3 separate regions of the Mus musculus genome follow, and regions 1 and 2 are each linked to region 3. The links are chromatin contacts, called in public ChIA-PET and promoter capture Hi-C maps. All regions are on one chromosome and are shown on one strand. Each heading gives the region's core, a stretch centred on a gene start, on an enhancer-like site or on the middle of the called end of the contact. The rest is flanking DNA. Distances are from core to core; before and after follow the strand shown.

Region 1 (4,526 bases), core at 13-2,512, 270 kb after region 3:
AGGAGAGTTGTGTAGGGCTCGGTGGGGTCTCATCCCATTGACTAAGAAAACTAAGTAAAACTGATCCAAAAAGCATACTTTGAGAATGAATTCCCAGTACAATTTATTTAATTATAAATCCATATGACTTGTTATTTATATATACAAAAAATTACGTTTAATTTGACCTTAAAACATTCTGAGAAATTTACTAGTCAACTCTTGTGAGCTGGCTCTAGCCAGCCCTGAAGGGAAAGAGTCCAGAGCACAGGAGATTCCTCCCCTCCCTCCCACTCTCTCTCCCTCCTTCAGCGTGGACTTCCCAGCCTTCCAGCCATGCACGTTATCAAGGAGGGACCCAAAGTGCCAGATACGCTTTCATTCTGCTGAGCTTCTCACTGCAGCTCCCAACTGCACACAGCATGCTGGACGGCAGTGACAATCACAATGACAATAGCAATGAGCTCAACTGCAGTCACCAGACTCTAAGGGCACACTATCTGCTGGCCACTTGTGACTTCCATTAAGCTTTGTTAACTTTGACATCTCAAATTACTCAGCTAGGAGAGCCACAGAATGGGGTTTGAATCCAGGTCTATCTTCAGCACAAATATTTTTCAACCGAAGTGAAAGGCAACTGAGGATCAAGGTCCTTTCTGTGTGTCAGGAATTATTTCATGTAGGGGACCGGAGTGATGGCTCAGCGGTTAAGAGCACCAGCTGCCCTTGCAGAGCACCCAAGTTATGTCCCCAGAACCCATGGTGGGTGGCTCACAACTGCCTATAACTCCAGCTTGAAGAGATCCAATGCTTTCTTCTGCCTTCTGCAGGCACCTGCCTTCATGAACACATAATTTAACATAAAATAAATATTCTTAAAATTATCTCATCTTAGCAGAGTTCATCATGATGCTAGGCCAGGTGCCTGAAGGACTGGCTTATGTGAAGCTAAGGCCTTAGCTAGTTAATCATAGTGAGTCTAGGATTAAGGTAGACAAGTCAGGCTCAATTCTCACCCCATACATGACAAAAGAAACTTCCACATCAAGCCAATGAACCTCTAATTCAAATCACACACACACACACACACACACACACACACACACACACACACACACACAAAAGCCTTTTGTCACAGCCTTTTGCCCAATTCCTACATTTGTGCCAGTTTACAAAATCAAAAACTTTGGAATGAGACCGAAAACCTTTGTTCTCAGTCAAACATTTTGTGTGGTTAATATTTCTCCCAGCCTTTCCCTAGAGGGATCTCTAGCTTCTAACCAGGGTATCTTTACACAAGACAAAATCAATTGCTCAGAGCTATGGGAGACTTCCAGAGGCTGCGTATGAAATGACAATGGCTGTAGGTGACCATAAGTGCTGCTCACTAGAGTAGAGGCTTATAGAGGCCAGGGACCACTCTATGTCCATACCACAGATCCCTGAACAGAACTTGTGTGATTTTCACAGTTCCAGAACATATAGTCGGATTTAGCACTCTTAGCAGTAGGTGTAATGTCAACAAGCATTCCTTGATCCATGACATTGGAACGCTGGTGGTGGGAAAAGCCAAACGTGCCCGCCAGAGCCCCTTTCATTTAAGAGCAATGGCGACCTGAGTCAAGGCTGCATTCCTGGAGAACTGCCAAGGTTAGTGTGACACCAAAACCATGAAACATGCAAGAGGGGTCAAAGGGCTCTGGCAGGACAGAGCATAGCAAGCTTGGTGCCCACCAACAGGTTTTGCCTTTCTCTCTGCCCCCCTGGCTAAACCACAGATTACATGCCCTATGCGATCCACCAAGGTGTAGTCCCTTATATGGCCACTTCCTCCTCCTGAGGTTGACTACCAAGGTCCAAATGTCAAAGTATTGATGTCTGGCAACCAGAAGCCCCCTTTTGGCTGCCATAATTAACATGCCACAGAAGCTGACATAGGAGGTCACAGTTTCAGAGGAAAGAATGCTCTCAGCCAGAGACACAACAATGACTCCACTGATTGTCACCTCTCCACGCTGCACTCCTCAGGCAAAGACTGAAGTATGGTGTCAGCTTTTGTGCCTGGTCCTGTTTCTCAAAGGGAAACTAAGCAACTACGCCACAATAAAATCAGAGTCTCTCTAGAATGCAGACGATCTATGGGAGCATTTCAGTGCCTTGATGTTAAGGTCAATGGGGAAAAAAACCACAAGATTCAGACAAATCCTTCAGGAGTCAATGCTTGGGTCATCCTATCCTATACTGAGGTGCCTAGTAGAGAAGAAAAAAAAAAAGACTATAAATTGAGTGATATAGGAAGGTAGTGATAAACACTAGCTAAGACATGTGAGCAGTTATTGGACAATAACCTGGAATTGTGTAGGTCTTCTAATGTTGTGATATAATCAAGACGCTTTGACTTTATTAGTACCACATTAACTATTCCCCCTCCTATTTAAGTTACAAGATGTTGGCGGAAGAGTGACCCCCCGAAATCCTTCCAAATGAGGAGGGATGTGGCCTCCTCATTTATTTGCGCACGTAGTGGTCGCGATGCCTAGATGGAGCCGTGGCTTCCCTGTTACCCTGGTCTGAAGATTAAGTGTGAACTAGCAGAAGGTGTGTGGGGCGAGTTTCATAAAGAAAAGCCAAGGAAGCGAGTTTCATAAAGAAAAACTGACAACTTCTGGAACATTTGCAGTGAGGCCTGCGATAAATTTTCCAAAGACAGCGTGAGAATGGAAGTCAGTAATATGAAGATATAAAATTTCACAAATATGTATCACGCAGCATATTCCTGTAACATTTTAATTCTGTGAGTCAACTCCTTAAGATAATCAGGCCTTTGCTGTTGTTAGACCATTATCGGTTTTCCTGCTCACTTTAAAGGCTTTCCTTCTGTAAGAATGCATACAACTGTTGTCTTTAGGTGAAGTGGAAACTTAAGGCTTCTTTGGGAAGTTGGTTGGATGGTGTTTTACTGGGGCGAACACGTGAAGGGACATTTCATTGCAGTGGGCACAGGTGTGAAAGGCTGAGGCAGACTCATGAAGGAGTGTTTCGCTGAAGCAGACACAGGAAGAGAGGATGTTCTGCTAAAGCAAGCATGTGAAAGGACGTGATGAGGGATTCTTTGCTAACAACACACATGCATTGGTCCGCCTTACATTGTGTAGTTGAGCTGCATCTGTCGGGGATGCCATAGAGAGAAATGCAGCAAAACATTTCTGGTGATGTGCTGCAGTTTGTTATCGCTCCCAAGAACTTAGGCTGATTGGATGCTCGTGCTGAGGCAAGGCACGTGGAGAACACGTAATGTTTGGAGGGTATAAATAAGACTTGACAGAGCGATGGAGACAGAGCTTGACTTGCTGCTACAGCTACCTGTGCAATGCTTGGGGGTCTGCATCTTTACTTTCCTGAGAGGCACAGCCAAGAGCTTCTCCGGGTGTCCCTTTTGGTCCCTCCTGATGAGGAGGCTGAGGCCTGGCTGTCTCTGCTAGGTCATGTCACCACTGTCCCTAACCTGACTCTACCGAACTGGACTGCTGGTGTATCCGTGTGGTGTTTGCTCGTTGATTGAGCTGCTGCTGCCTGCCGACCTGTGTATTGAACTGCCAATTTCCAGACAACACAGAGGGGAGTTGCTCCAAAGAACCTTTCTTAACAGGTCCACTTCCCCTCCCCACCCTGTATCCTTTCTTTTCCACTATCTCTAGTGGGAGGTGGGCTACAAGAAAGGTTAAAGTGTTTAGGAACCATCATTAAAAATAGGATTTGAAAAATAAAAATTGAGTTTAGGAAATCACTGAGTCCCACTGTCAGCTACTTTGCGGTACAAGGAATTGACCCACAGCCTTGTGTATACTGGGAAAGAACTGAGCCCCTGGGCTGCCCCCAAATGTTCTCTTTGCACCATTGATTTTCTTCTTATGAATTGTAAGGGCTTCCAAAAGTGAAAAAAAAACAATATTAACCAACCAATATTAATATAATAATAGTAGGCTATCATTTAAAGAAATACAGTCTCAAAAAACCAAAAAAAGGAATACAATTCTACATCTAAACACATTTAAGTAAGCTTATTATAAATAAAAATTATTCAAATAAAATTAAAATTCATTTTTAATATGTTACTTGACATTTTAAATGACTTTATATCTATTTGTTAATTGGATTCTGAATGCTGTCTGGTTTTGATGGTTTGCACATCTTAAGAAGAGAGCTGAAGTGGTTTGCATTTAACAATAAGCAAACACTTCTGATTGCTTCTTCTCTCTTTGCTAATTATCATGTTCATTTGATAGCTGTCACTTAAAACTTATGATCTGGCTATAGGACTGCATTCTTATTTAAACCCACAAATGTGTTTCTCCACATTTGCAGTCTCTTCCCAGGGATGTAATTTTTACCCGGTTTTATTTTGTGTCCTGTAAGGTTAAACCAGCAAAGACAGTGTGAGAATGTATGGCTTCTCCGAGGCCCTGGGGGTGGGGGAGGAAACACAGCCGCTCACCCGGCCCAGGACCAGAGCTTGTCCTCACTGCACTTAAGTGGACTCTTACATG
Region 2 (4,149 bases), core at 18-2,517, 330 kb after region 3:
GGGCATCAGATTCTCTGGGATTGAAATTGAGCAGAGTGTGTGTGTGTGTGTGTGTGTGTGTGTGTGTGTGTGTGTGTGTGTTCTCAAAACCCCTGACCTTTGTGCACTTTGCTTCTTCCCACACTGATGACCCGATCTAACTGGTGACTACACTGCATAACTGACTGGACGTGGCTGCTCGTTGTTGAACACCTTAACTGTAGCCACCGTCTCTATGTGACCACTACTAAGGAAATTGTAGCAGGCAACTGGATGTTACATAACAAACAAAATTATCATAGAACTAAGTCCAAGAAAGTACAGAGTGGCATTACTTACTCAATGACACCCATGGGTGTACAACTCTGTACGAATCGATTCTGAAGTAAAACTTTAGCAGGGAAAGTATTTACGGCTCTTATTAGTGTAGATGAAAAAAGTTATAGACAATTAAGTATGAGCTGAGCAAAGGTTGTTTAGTCATCAGGACGATCTGGGCAAGATACAATGGGAATCTATCACATAGCTATTTTGCTTATTTCATATGATATATCAACATTTGTGCACCTTCATAAATCAAATGAAGAGGAAAACTTTAGCAGAGCTTCAATCATTTCACTTGAGTCTTTTTAAAGTAAGAAATCTAAATCCTTGAAAGTCATCCCCCCACCCCCAAAAAATGTCTGAGATGGAAACAAAAACAATGTTTCCATTACTGTTGCTTCTCTGTATCTTATAGAACACTAAGTAAATGGAAACAATGTTTCTACCTCTTACTGTTGCATCTCTGTATCTTATAGAACACTAAGTAAATGGAAACAATGTTTCTACCTCTTACTGTTGCATCTCTGTATCTTATAGAACACTAAGTAAATGGAAACAATGTTTCTACCTCTTACTGTTGCATCTCTGTATCTTATAGAACACTAAGTAAATGGAAACAATGTTTCTACCTCTTACTGTTGCATCTCTGTATCTTATAGAACACTAAGTAAATGGAAACAATGTTTCTATACCTCTTACTGTTGCATCTCTGTATCTTTTAGTACATTTTAGGGGGAAACTCACCAGATTTTGGGTAGGAAACCAGAAATATGTCATCTTCTCTAGCATCAAAAGAGTCCAAGGAACCAAGGAGTTCTTCTGAAGACATGGTAGAGAAGAAGATGCCCATGTACTTATGGAGGAGACTTGGCTGACTCTGGCATGACATCTTCCACTGACCCTATTAGAGGCTGTATAGTCAGCACAGTCCCTCCACAAGCCACAGACAAACCTGGCCCTTGGTCACAACCTCAGCAGAGTGGCAGAGGAATCTTGGTATCTCCAAGCTGATATTCCATGTGTCTATATATACCTTTTGCAGCTCTCTAGAAGAATAATTTTTAAACCACAACTGAGCCAATGTCTATTATAAAAGTCATGTTATCTGAATTTTTCTGATAACACAGGTTACAAAATGTGTCCTTCCACTCAGTTCAGGCTCATTTGCATAGAAAACTACCAGGCAGCCAGGAGTAATCACTGTGTTAAGATTGTACCACTATCAAATCCTTTGTCCTAAATAGGTAAAGTCTTTAGTCACTACAATGAATTATGTCACTGAAAGTAATTAAGAAAATTGGGTTTCTACAGTATAGGAAGTAGTCAGTATTTAAAGTTTGAGGGGACACAGCAACAGGGAAATAAGAATGTCTCCAGGAATTGGGAAATACTCTTGCGACAGCCTTTATGAGCTGTAGTTTAGAAGAAATACAGTGATAGTCAGAATACCACACTAAAAAGAGATTTCCTGAGAACACATGCAAACAGGAATCTGTAGAGAGAAGGAAGTTAATTCTTATCTCACTCAATTTTAGTCTTGGTTGGTAATATTACAATATTCCAGATTCAATTAGATATAGTAAAGAAATGCTCAGTTATTTCAATGAAACTCAGTTGAAAATTTGGCTTGTCTGACAATGGAAGGAACATTAATGAAGAAATGGACAAAATTTTAATCGAGTGTCAAAAATAGAGGTTATACTGTAGGGAAAATATCTGAAGAAGAAAGATGCCCATGGCAGTAACAGAAACATATACATAGTAACAGATCATATACACAGGAGATGACAGAGAATGCACTAATAGAATAAACACATGAACGGAGGACAGCAATGAAGTGTCCTGGCTTGCTGTGTTCTAGGACAAGCCAACAGAAAGCAGAGCTTGAGGGTGGGCTGCTCACTTGGTGCAGCTACGTAGCATGTAGGAAGCCAGGAATGGATGCCCAGCCACACAGACACAATGTATAGTGGTACAGATCTACAATCCCAGCACCCAGCAGGTGGAGGCAGGAGGATTGGAAATTCAAGGTCCTTTTTAAAAATAAAACTATTGGCAGGATTAATTTTTGATAGCTAATTTTTGCATAACTACCCATTGGCTCCCTTTTAGATACTTATTTTTACGTAATTAAAATATAATTATTTTAAGTCATTTCTCCCCTCCCCCTCCTCCCTCCTACCCCTTGTAGGTCCTCCCCTCCAAAATTCACACTCTCCTCTTCTTTAACTTTGTTGTTATATATACACATAAACATAAATGAATAAATGTACAGTCAGTACTCAGTACAACATGACTCAGTACTGACAGTGTTGCTTGCATGAACATGTTTCTAGGACTAAGCAATCACTCGGTATTGAAGAACCAATCATCAGGGCTCAAAAAGACTAACTCCCTCCCCCCCCCCCCCAACCCCTCAACCCCTTGTTAAACACTCATAGTTCTTTATCAAGGGGGAAGGCCCATGAGATTTCCACCATCTGCACTGGGGTATCAACTGATGCAGAGTCGTTCAGGTCTTGTTTAGGCAGCCATACTGTTGAGATTTGCATGTGTTCAGTTTCCCTAGGATGGCTAGAAAGTACAATCTCACATCAGACCTCCTGCTCAGATCATGCACTCTTCTCTCTTTCTCGATGCAGATCATGCACTCTTCTCTCTTTCTCGATGGCCTCTGAGCCTTGGGTGCAGGGGCTGTGTGCTAGATGTACTCGCCTGTGCTGAGCACCCTGTGGTCTCTTGTTCTCCCTATTTTGACCAACAATGGTTTCTGCAACAGTCTCCATCTGTTGGGAACACAAGCCCTTTGACAACCGGTGAGAGCTACACTCACCTGTGGATACGGGAACAAGTATTTCAGATGCAGTAAAGAATTATGTAATGGGTGGAGTTTCCTCTTTAAGACCCATGACCTCATTAGTTCTGGGTAGTTGAGTAAATTTCTAGTATCAGATGATTTCCTGCCTGTTGAATGGGCTTTAAGTCCAACTAGCCAGCTGTTGGTTATCATCAAGGGGAAGTGCTGCCTTTGCTAGCCAGATGTTGGTTATCATCAAGGGGAAGTGCCGCCTTTGCAGCTTTAGGGATATCTTGCCATGCTAGTCCTGTGGTTTCTGCTCATTACAGCTGGGTAGGACTATTGATCGTTTTCCTCCCTTGGCAGTTTGCATATCAATTTCCGGTACTATGGAAACTGGTACACCTCCTCAGGGAGGAGGCTCTCCCGTCAGTTCCAGCTAAAATCCTGAGTCCTATGTCCAAAGTACATGGAGCCCTCAGCAATAGGGTCTTACCTCCCATGACTGGGAGGCAAGCAAGAGCAATAACAATGGCATTTGCTGAGTCTCTTGGGCAATCCTGATCAACAATTTGGAAGGAGGTTTCTCATGCCTGATATTAGGGTTTTTAACCAAAGAATCCATGGCTCTTTGTCACACCAAGTGAAATAACTTCATTTAAGATATATAATGAGTATATCTATGTAATTTTAAGATTCCCCATATCTTTTTCAAGCATGATTAGTGTAATTTATCTTACATCCTCTTCTTTATTGTCGTCCCACCCACCTCGCCAAACAAAGCCCCTCCCTTGTTTTTCCCAGTTCTCTCTTCTTCATATCATCTGTATCCCACTATTATACTCTCTGAGCTCCCTCTGCACCCCCAATCCTGGTCCCTCATTCCTGGTTACTATAGTTACTCACACCTGAAGATTTAGAGTTAGAAACCACAGATAAGAGAGAAAATGTAATGTTTGTCTTTCTGGGCCTGGGTTACCTTACTCAGTATACTAACTATCTTTCTAGTCATTCTTGGTTACATGGCGAGTTCAAAGTCAGCCTGGCTT
Region 3 (4,468 bases), core at 1,413-3,912:
TGGCTCATCAGGGAAAAGCATTTGCTGCCCTACTTGGGTTCAACTCCGGCTCTCACAGGACACCTCCCAACCCTCTGTAACTCCAGGTCCAAGAGGCCGGACACCCTCGTCTAATCTTTTCTGCACAGGTGCACCTACATACTGCAACCAGAACATTCATACATATAAACAAAAGTAAAATGTTTTTTAAAATAAGAAAGCCAAATGAGCATGTTCTGTATGCCAGGGACTTCTCTAGAGCTGAGGTCATCACACATGTCAACACGTAAGATACCCCCTTCCCCCTAAGACTCCAATTTCCATGAGTGATACCTTCTGATGCCCCATTTGTGTTTGTTCAATGGAGAGAAGGAAGAAGGGTCATGCCGGTGTCAAGGGCTTGTGCACGGGTCTTCAGGACTGATTCCCAGTGCTAACCCCACCCCAGCCTTTCCCCTCCAAAACCTCTGTCCAGGGGTTCCTGTGTACTCTGCAGAGAAAACCTTTCACTCCAGGGAGACTCTGGGACTCGTGTGTAGTAGTGGTAGCCCTATTTGCAAGAACCCTGGCCTTATTCAGAAACCGTAGAGACAGAATTGGTGAGTGTAAAGGGACATTTGAAAGAGCTGTGTGCACAACACGTCCCTCCTCTGTGCTAAGGTCCGGTCCTCTCTGCTCCTCTCATCAGTACAGAGGATGAAGGGCTCATCCTTTGAGCTGCGTCTGAGGGCGTCTAAACAGAGGAGCCCTCTGCTGACTTTCCTTTTACGTATTTCCTAAATGTGTACTGGGGGAACTTTGAACAGTCAGAATAAGGCGGAAGCCAGGACAGAGTGCAAATACAATCCTGCGTATGTGTGTGTACACAAGATGCACGTGGCACACGTGTGGGTACATGTTCCCGTGGGTGCATGTGTGAGAGCATGTGCACACACACATATAGGCCAGAGGTCACCAAAGTCCTGTTGACTTTGCTTTGTGAGACAGGGTCTCTCACTTGCCTGGAGTTTACCCATCCTGCTGGGCTGGCTGGCCAGTCAGCCTCTGGGGCCCTCCTGCCTCCACCTCCACAGCCCTGGGACAACAGGCATCTGCAGCCACACCCAGGTTCTTCACTTGAGTTTCAGGGCTGGAACTCGGGTCCTTATGCCTGCCAGAGGAGCATTTTACTGACAGAATTATCTTCCCAGACTCAGCAATTATAATTCCAACTCTGACATTATGCTGACCCTCAACATGTGCAAGGAAGAAATAGAATCTTCATTCATTCTCAGCTCCCATCTTCAATTTGTAAAGGTTGTATCATTTACCCTCTCCCCTCATCTCTCTGACAGGCTTTGTATGATCTTGCAGAATTCAGGAAATCTATTCACCTGTTAATATTCCCTTGAGATTTTTAAAACAAGCATAATGGCACACACTTTTTAATCCCAGCACTTGAATCTGTAATTTTCCAGGCCAACCATAACTAAACTGTGAGTTCATGTGTCAACATCCTAAAACTGGAAGATAAATCTCTAAGAGTTGATTTTCACATAGCCTTATAAATACCTCTATTAGAAAAATCACTTAGGTTGCCTCATCCATCTTTCATTTTCAAAAGCACATTTTCTATATATGCATAGCATTGGAGAAAGATTCATTTTAATATTTCTCAGTAGAACACAATTTAAATGAAACTCTAACTTCAATCTTATCTTGAATTCTTAGAAGCATTAAACACTAATAGCATGAAGAGGTAACATTTCTGATTAGTCCTGACCACATATAGCTTTTCCTCTAAGAAAAGAATTTCTTAATTTGCTTCTTATTTATAAGGAAAATGCTCAGACAAAACAATAACTTGCCCCTTGGTCTTGCAAACTTTATATGCCCCAGTATAGGGGAACACCAGGGCCAAGAAGTGGGAGTGGGTGGGTAGGGGAGAGGGGTGGGGGGAGGGTATAGGGGACTTTCGGGATAACATTTGAAATGTAAATGAAGAAAATACCTAATACAAAATTAGAAAAAGTTTTAAAAAATTCCTACTTGGCCATGACATTCATTTACATTTCTAACATTAACAAGCCTATTCAGCCACTCACTACCCTTTTGGATTCTCTCCCTCTTCACCCCACATATAAGTTTATGTTTTCATTGCCTGTTGGAAAGAGTTTTATGACCTACAGACACCTTCAGAGCCAATGCTGCCCCATCACCACTGGAGTCCCCTATGTCTCTGGCCCACCATGGCCAGTGTTGCAAGTAGTACAAACCTTTGTTGGTCACCTCCCAAGAAACTTCAAAAAGCAGTAAGTCTTCCACAGGGAGTCTTTCAGCTTCCCACACAGGGAGCCCACCAAGGGATGTCACCGACAAGGAGCGGCCTCTGAGCATTCTTCTTCCAGCTGTGTGGTGCCGTTTGGGACCTGATTCAGCTGACTGCAGTCAGCACTGAGAAAAAGCAGCAGCCTTGGGATAGCCTCTACAGGGTGAGCCAGCAATCTGAGGTCACATGAACCCAGCGCAGCTGGATGAAGCGTGCCCAGCTCCTTGCTGCCTTTCAGGAGAGGGCAGTGCCTCACAGTTATAATCCACACAGACACCCAAAAACAAAAAAAACAAGACAAAACAAAACAAAAAATCGCAGCTGAAACCTGACTATTCACAGCAGGGCAGGTAGCCAGAGGACAGACTGAGCATGACAAGAGTCCAGTCCTTTGGCCTTTGGCCTTTAGACCAAACTCCTACACTCTCTGGATGCTTATTTTGTCATTGGCAGAAGCACAAGCAGGAGTTTCCCTCAGACACAAGCAGTTTTCCACAGACTGCACGGTGGTGCCTAGAGTCTACCCCAGCCTGTGCCTAGCTGTGCTCTTCCCTCTGCCTCTCCTTATCTAGAACTCTGAGTTTTATTCCCACTTATTTTATTCTAAATGTACAAGCTGGATTGTGGTGAGAGGCCAGATCTCGATTCTCCTTAAATGCTGTACTTTTTTGGTATACAAAGGCATAAACCACGGTGTCTTTCTGCATAGCACATAAAGAATGTGTCATTTTGGTTGATTGGTTGATTGTCAATCCCTATCTTAATGGCTAAAGAGAAATGAATTTTAGTTCCGTTCATGGATTTTAAATGTCAAGTATTATGGGATTGATAGTATTTCATAATTCAGTGCTCAGGAAAGTATTGAAATATGGGGGAAAGTTGCAGAAGAGGTTAGGATCTGAACTTTCACCATAATGATGATTACATCATCAGTAAAGGCCGTGCACCGCCTTTTCTGTATTTGTCAGTGTACAACTATGTATGTGCTTGTGTGTTTGCCCATACAGACAAACACCACCTTCCACACTCTAATATTCCCAAAAGACAACTACAAGCATGCTTGATTTTTAACCATGTTCTTTACAAGTTTAGCTTGCTATCAACATGCCTACATTAATAGGCCTTTTTTTTTTCTTTCAGAAAATGATAATTGTCCCAAGTATTCTTCTTGTTTGAATTTTAAGAATTCGGGCCAGCGAGAGGGTGCAGCAGGTGAAGAGCTTGCGGCCAAGCCTGATGACCTGGATTTGATCCTGGGACCCACATGACAGAAATAGATAGCCAGCTCCTGCATGTCATCATCTGACCTTCATGCATGTGTGGTGGTACACATAAGCAGTCACACACATACCACCTGCAAAAGAAATGCAATAGAGGAGCTGGGCGTGGTGGCGCACACCTTTAATCCCAGCACTCGGGAGGCAGTGGCAGGAGGATTTCTGAGTTTGAGGCCAGCCTGGTTTACAAAGTGAGTTCCAGGACAGCCAGGGCTACACAGAGAAACCCTGTCTCAAAAAACAAACAAACAACAACAACAAAACAAACAAACAAACAAAACAAAAAGAAAAGAAAAAAAAGAAATACAATAGAAAAATTTAAAAATAGAATTTTTAAAATTCTCACAAAAACTAAATTGTTAATACAGTATAGAAAATTTTATTAGTTTTTTTTAGCAACATCATTCAGCAGTAACTTAAGCCTGTCTTAATGACTCAAGGTGAATAGAGTCATATTTTATCATGTAGTATAAGCCTATGGAAATGAAGTAGAATATGTTTGTCTTCTGGGACTCAGTGACATTAAAAAATTCTTTTTTTAAAAAAAATTTATTTATTTATTATATGTAAGTACACTGTAGCTGTCTTCAGACACTCCAGAAGAGGGAATCAGATCTCGGATGGTTGTGAGCCACCATGTGGTTGCCGGGATTTGAACTCCGGACCTTCGGAAGAGCAGTCAGGTGCTCTTACCCATTGAGCCATCTCACCAGCCCCAACATTAAAAAATTCTTATCCTTACCTATGAACATGTATATAATTACATACTGTATATTTACTTGTTTGAAGTTTGACAGAAAAGCTTATATGGCTAACATTAAAAATCAAGTCAAAGGGCTGGTGAGTTGGTTTAGTGGGTGATGGATCTCGCAGCAAGCCAGATGACTTGAGTTTGATCCGTAGA

Evidence for each region. ChIA-PET counts read pairs in DNA pulled down with a chosen protein or histone mark. Capture Hi-C pulls out chosen DNA fragments and counts their contacts.
Region 1: a contact with region 3 is called in an H3K27ac ChIA-PET map of liver, with 6 times the contacts expected there. The contact joins the enhancer-like site here to the promoter of Gys2 in region 3. A contact is called at or near these places in 10 of 39 promoter capture datasets (the 3T3-L1 cell line, cranial neural crest, embryonic stem cells and 6 more), 13 of 484 Hi-C or Micro-C datasets (the HL-1 cell line, the HPC-7 cell line, Sertoli cells and 7 more), 2 of 115 datasets of contacts at active chromatin or transcription factors (embryonic stem cells and liver) and 5 of 9 other capture datasets (adipose tissue, embryonic stem cells, liver and 2 more).
Region 2: a contact with region 3 is called in a promoter capture Hi-C map of adipose tissue. The contact joins the promoter of Sult6b2 here to the promoter of Gys2 in region 3. A contact is called at or near these places in 2 of 39 promoter capture datasets (both in liver) and 2 of 9 other capture datasets (adipose tissue and liver).

The regions. Positions count from the first base shown.
Region 1 is chr6:142,737,194-142,741,719 of GRCm38.p6, forward strand. No RefSeq gene overlaps it. Among named protein-coding and RNA genes, the nearest start is that of Cmas, 17 kb to the right of the region's middle. Within about 2 kb of position 1,263, at least 3 of the 459 cell types and tissues checked have an H3K27ac peak or open chromatin away from gene starts, as enhancers often do. A contact at or near this core is called in liver, where this site is marked.
Region 2 is chr6:142,803,199-142,807,347 of GRCm38.p6, forward strand. Sult6b2 (sulfotransferase family 6B, member 2) reads right to left here and starts at 1,268. Exons shown (of 6, transcript NM_001145390.1): 1 at 1,048-1,268. The coding sequence starts at 1,192.
Region 3 is chr6:142,470,447-142,474,914 of GRCm38.p6, forward strand. Gys2 (glycogen synthase 2) reads right to left here and starts at 2,663. Exons shown (of 17, transcript NM_145572.2): 1 at 2,235-2,663. The coding sequence starts at 2,355.